Linked DNA regions of Zea mays: region 2 is linked to region 1. Evidence: chromatin contacts called from public Hi-C data. All regions are on one chromosome and are shown on one strand. The core of a region is the stretch at or near the end of the contact, and the rest is flanking DNA. Distances in the headings are between cores, read along the strand shown.

What was found. Hi-C and Micro-C count contacts between places; a contact is called where the count stands out from the background.
Region 2: a contact with region 1 is called in a Hi-C map of ear, with 2.2 times the contacts expected there. The contact joins the promoter of LOC100274725 here to the enhancer-like site in region 1. A contact is called at or near these places in 2 of 25 Hi-C or Micro-C datasets (ear and tassel).

Annotation. Positions count from the first base shown.
Region 1 is chr1:89,535,925-89,538,681 of Zm-B73-REFERENCE-NAM-5.0, reverse strand. No RefSeq gene overlaps it. Among protein-coding and RNA genes, the nearest start is that of LOC100281186, 34 kb to the right of the region's middle. Within about 2 kb of position 1,466, at least 17 of the 20 cell types and tissues checked have an H3K27ac peak or open chromatin away from gene starts, as enhancers often do. A contact at or near this core is called in ear and tassel, where this site is marked.
Region 2 is chr1:89,660,140-89,662,936 of Zm-B73-REFERENCE-NAM-5.0, reverse strand. It overlaps LOC100274725 (NADH dehydrogenase [ubiquinone] 1 beta subcomplex subunit 8 mitochondrial), which reads right to left and starts at 1,315. Exons shown (of 4, transcript NM_001149025.1): 1 at 1,051-1,315; 2 at 832-918; 3 at 630-725. The coding sequence starts at 1,188.

The DNA.
Region 1 (2,757 bases), core at 217-2,716:
GAGTGTAGCAACCGGTCAAGGAATACACATTTAGCTGTGTAAATCAATCTAATAATATGAAGCTTAAAGGCAAAGATACATTGAAACTACACATGATAACTAGTAGATCTTGCTAACAACAACGCTTAGTACAAGATCTACCAGAGTATGATGGAGAAATCGTGTTTGCCCTGACATGATCTACCAAAAACCACATCAGAGCAACATAGCACTTACCTTGAAAACCCCTTAAAGAAGGGGTGGCTATGCGCCGAGGAGACGACAAGCATATGTAGGGTTTAGTGAACTAGCGTCTTCTTCTTTTGATGATTGTGAAATATATATTACAATATATAGTTCTACAGACATGAAGCGATAAGCACTTACTAGCCAAATTTTTCATCCAATCTATTGTCTATCTATAGTTGTGATAAGTAGTTGCTGGACGGAACGAAGTTAGTTTACAAGATTGAGAGTATGTTTAACAAACAGTTGGATATGCTATTAGGTTATGTACATTGCTACATTTAAATGGTCTCCTACTCTGTGCCATGCAATGTGACATAGTTTTTTTATGTGGAAGAAAGAGAGAGGAGAGACAGGAAGAGGTCATTTTTCTGAAACAACTACGAGGCATTGTTGTCGTGCAACTCACAACTTTATTTTCACCAGTCAGATACCTGTGTATTACTACGGTTCTATATATCACATGTATATGCTTTGTTTTAATAAAGCATAAAACATATGGGTTATGTTGGTTATGTGGGTGTGAATATAGAGCCAAGAATCATGGTTTGAACCTCCACCTGTGTTGTGCACAATTTTACCTTTTTTGCTTAGAGTGGGAAGAGTGAGTGAGTGACGCACGACGACCATGGAAACTTGTGCTTTATATAGTAGAGAATTAGATCTGGATTAGATTAGAAAGAAGTATAAGGATTTTTTTTTGCAAAAAGGGATGACAGTAGAAACTTGTGTTTTATATAGTAGAGAATTAGACCTAGGTTAGATTAGAAAGAAGTATAAGGATTTTTTTAAAGTAACAATTGTGGAAACAAAAAACTGGTGCTTATATATGAGATGACATAAAGGACAAGCATTATATACATAAATTAAAGAATTATGAGTTACTATGAGATGACATAAAGAACAAGCATTATATATGTTGTCTATGAAACTGTCTTAAAACTTCATGGCACTCTATAAGATCATCTATCAACAGTTTACCCATCCTCATCTCTACATTTAAATTTCACTTTACAAACAGTGCAATATACAGCGTAAAACAATGTTTTGAGTAACGATATGATAAGCTGTCAGACACGGTTTAAAGCAACATTAATGTACTTTACCAGCAGGTCCACCGAGTTCGGCCCATTTTGCTAGAGAAAAAAAATGATAATCGGGCTGCTTTATCTTTTAGTGTGCTCAATCAAATGGCGTCGGCCCAGTATACCTACGCCAGAGTTTGTGGAAAACTATGGCCAGCTCGTGCGTTGGTTGGCCTAAAAAGAGGGAAGCTCCAAGCAACACGTTCCACCCAACCAAACCAAAGAATCTGGTTCAGGTTCTTGTAGCTTACTACTGCTAGAGGTAAAGAGGTGAACGACTTACGACTGGACGTGGACGCTGCCCCGCGCGCTCCGGCGCAGCGGCCACCTGGTGCGACGGGAGCCGTGCGCCAGGGCGGTCGTGGCGGACTAGGATGGACAGCTAGAAGAACTAGGATGGACTGGACGTTCGGGGACGTGCAACGTGACAGAGGCACCGAACCAGGCCAGGAGGAGCATGAAAGATCCGCGCCGGCAGGGAGGTCAAGCTTGTTCCGGAGGATGCTTCATGCCTCTACTGCATGCATGGTTATGGTCGCTGAATGCGGAACTACCGTGACCCAGCAAAACTTTTGCTCGTTCGTCAACAACTTCGAAAACCAAAGTTTGGCTCTGTAACGCGCGCGACACGAGGAATTCTGAATGGTGGATGGATAGAGTGTCATCTTTTCTTTTGTGCTAGACTTGATGGGAGCAGAGACGAAGCCATAATTTTTATTTTTTGAAAGAGGCTAAACTAAACCGCTACCATATAGAAGCTTGTTTTATGGTATATATAAAAAAAAACTTAAATCACAGAGTTTACATACGAAGTAGTGTAACAAATTACCTAAAAAATTAGGGTTTGTTTGGTTTAGCAATAAATTCCTGAAAATCCGATTCTAGCTGTGAGAAAGTTGTTGTGAACTGACAATTATGAAAAAAAACTGAAATTTGCTTAGTTAAATAACTATTAATTATAGATTTTATAAGAACATGATAGCTTGTAATATGGATGTCAGGAATATGGAAAATCTATAGTAGAATTAGTTCTAAATTAAATTAGAGAAAACTATAGATTTTCATGAATCAATTTTGCTGTTGTACTTGTTTGGTTGAGATTCCAAATTTTTTTAAACGGGCCTAACTCATAAAACTGAATCAAACACACCGTTAAATCTAATCTTCTGTAGCCAATTTATGTTTGAAATGTCGTTTTTCTTCGACCGAAGTCTAGATTATAGATGTGCAGACAGCACGAAGCACGAAAGAGTGACCCGAAGCACGTTTTTTTGGTCTGGTACGAGCCTGGTCCGGGCCACTTTTATACGGGCCCAGGCCGGCCCGGCAAGAATAAGCGGGCCGAACCCAAACAGGAAAATAAGCACGACGGGCTAGCCCAGCATGACTCGTTTACCTCAAAGCCCGTCAAACCCGCTTTTTACACTAAATCGTATTTACCGACCCG
Region 2 (2,797 bases), core at 66-2,565, 120 kb before region 1:
ATATAGCTGCTTGCTACTTGTTGCAAAATGGAAGTATATTTTATTTGCTATTATTTGATGTCATGTATTCATATATGTTGCATTTGCATACTTGCATATTTGCTAGCTGCTGCTGGACAGGACGCCTAGGCAGAGGCGCCTGGCTGGCTACTCGCCTCGCTATGGTGCCGTGAGAACCATGATATAATATCATTTCGTCTGATAAAAACTTTTGAAGTAATATACTATCTTATAGTGACTTACGAATAACCCACGGAAGCTAGTTTTTTAAAAAAAATCATAAGAAACATAGTTATAGGAGGACATATCATGTGCAATCACTCATTTTTGTGCAAGCGTGCAATCAAACTATCCAGAGCATCCAGTCTAGATCCAACGGTTTCATATGGAAGTGGTTAAATGTAAAATAGACACTAGGTTTCAGGTGGAAGGGGTTAAATGTAAAATAACAGTTACCATTAGATCTAGATCGGATGCACCAGATCGCTTGATTGCATGCTTGCACCAGGATAAGTGATTGCATAGGATATTTTCCCTAGTTATAGTAGGTGGAGGGATATCTATAGCACAACAAACACTGGAAGATCGAAATGCAATCAGGGAAACAACGGTTAGCAATGCACACTCACATATGGTATCTTGGAGGCCTTATCGTTCACCACCGCAGCCACACCGAGGGCAGCGAAGAACCCCAGCCCTCCGCACAGCCACGCCAACGCCTCGTACTATCGAGCAGCAAACACACAGAACCAATGAAACAGCCAAATCAGAAACAGTCCAGACGCATATGACGCCGCAACGCACGACGTGTTTGATCAGGTCCCGTAATACCTTGCCGATGTGCGGGGCAAGGCGGTCGATGCAGGGCTCCGGGAAGGGCGTGCCGTTGTCCCACACCAGCTCGTCGTTCACGGGCAGCTGCGACCCAAAACAGAAAAAATCCCCAGAATCCAATCGGTTTGAGACGGCAACTCACTGGCGCGCAGATGAGGAGAGGACGCACGAGCGAGGGTCGGATTTGGATCTGGACTCGGGGTGCGGGAGACTTACGGGTTTGTCTGGGACGATGTGGCGGCCGACGGGGAGGCCCATGCCGGCGCGGTGCCGGAGGGCAGCGGCCGCGGCCGCGGCGCGTGCGCCGCCGCCGCCAAGGACGCGGAACCCTGCTGCGGTTAACCTCCCGGCCATCTCGCTCGCTCGCTCGCTGGCTCTCCGATCAGTGCGAGTCGTCGTGCGGTGAGTTGGGTTGCGCGGCTCGTCGTCGGCGGCGGTGGAGACAGAAGGAAGCTGGGTGGGCTTTGTTCGGGCCTCGTGTGCTGTATCCAGTGGGGGAGAAAACTGGAAGCGGATTTGGCATGTATATTTGGGCCTTGTGGAGTCCACTGGGATAGGCATGCGTTTTGCTGGGCCACGCTTCACTGGGCCTTGCATTGTGAAAAGTGATGATGTTCACGGGGCTTTCACAACACTGCCGCCTGTGGGAAGAAAAAACACTAAAAAATCCACCACAAATATATATGTAGTGTCTTTGTACAGTTCTGTACTACACTTACCACCATCGTACTGTATACTAGTCGCAGTTGTTTATGCGGGCCCCGCAACCCGTCACCGAAGCAGCAACGGGCTATATAGGCATATAGCTAGGTAGGTGTTGTTAACTCGCTGGCAGGTGACGGACTAAACATAGTACCGACAACTGATGCAGATGTTTCCATGAGCACGAAGCAACCACGTCAAAATGATTTTCTTGCCCCCCGCGCTGCCGTCAGCACAGCACAGCACAGCACAGCACAAACCAGGCCGGGCCGCCACGCCAGCTGCTGCCTCGATTCGTCAGTTGAGAGATGCGATCGCCTCCCCCTCAGCAGTACAGTGTATTGTACGTATAGTATATTACGCGAAGAAGAAGTATATATTGTATTGTAGTACGTAGTACCAAAGCTCCCAAGTCCCAATACTTCCGCGGCTACCGAGGGTGAAAAATAAAAGGCGGATACTTTTGTCTCATGGCTTGGACTTTTGCACTGCTACCGGATTTTTTTAAAAAAAACTCGTTCAGCTATAAACAAAACAGCACGAGAGAAACTACAGACACCAGCCAGACCATTTGAAACACAATCAACGTCACCGACTGTGGGAGCGCGCATGCGTCATGCCAGTAAACTGCTCTCGGATTGCAAGTCCCGGCATGAACAACACACACACACAAAAAAAAAAACTATTGGCGGACTCCGACGCCAACCCGCACAGCACCGCACCGACCTGGGTGCATTCAGCTAACCTTGCTGTTAGCCAACCGCCCCGCGGGAGGAGCCGGGCTAATCACTCGATCGTAATCAATCAACCAGTCTGCGAGATCCATGACGGGATAATAAACTATGCGGGGGGCTCACATGGCCTTCAATGCGTGATGTGTCCTGTCTCCTCGTTTCGCGCCAGAGAAACATTGGACCTGCTAGTGGGTTGATCATATCATTGCTTATATTTTCCTTTTTGTTTAACTTCGCTTAGGTGCTATGTATATGTTTACTCGGGCGTTCGGTAACGTAGCGTAATCTAGCCGTAGATATATGCGAAATATGCTGAGTAATAAACTCATCAGCCAGACATGCCCGACATGCTGCGTCAAACAAATGCCATGCACCATGCTAACCAATTAGCCTTGCTCATGCTACGACAACCACTGTTTATAGAGTTAAGTTTAAAATAGAAGATAAAGATAAGTACGATACACCTAGATCGTCCGTGGTAGGGCAGCAGGCTGTCCGCGACGACACAAAAGAGCTCTCAGTTGAAC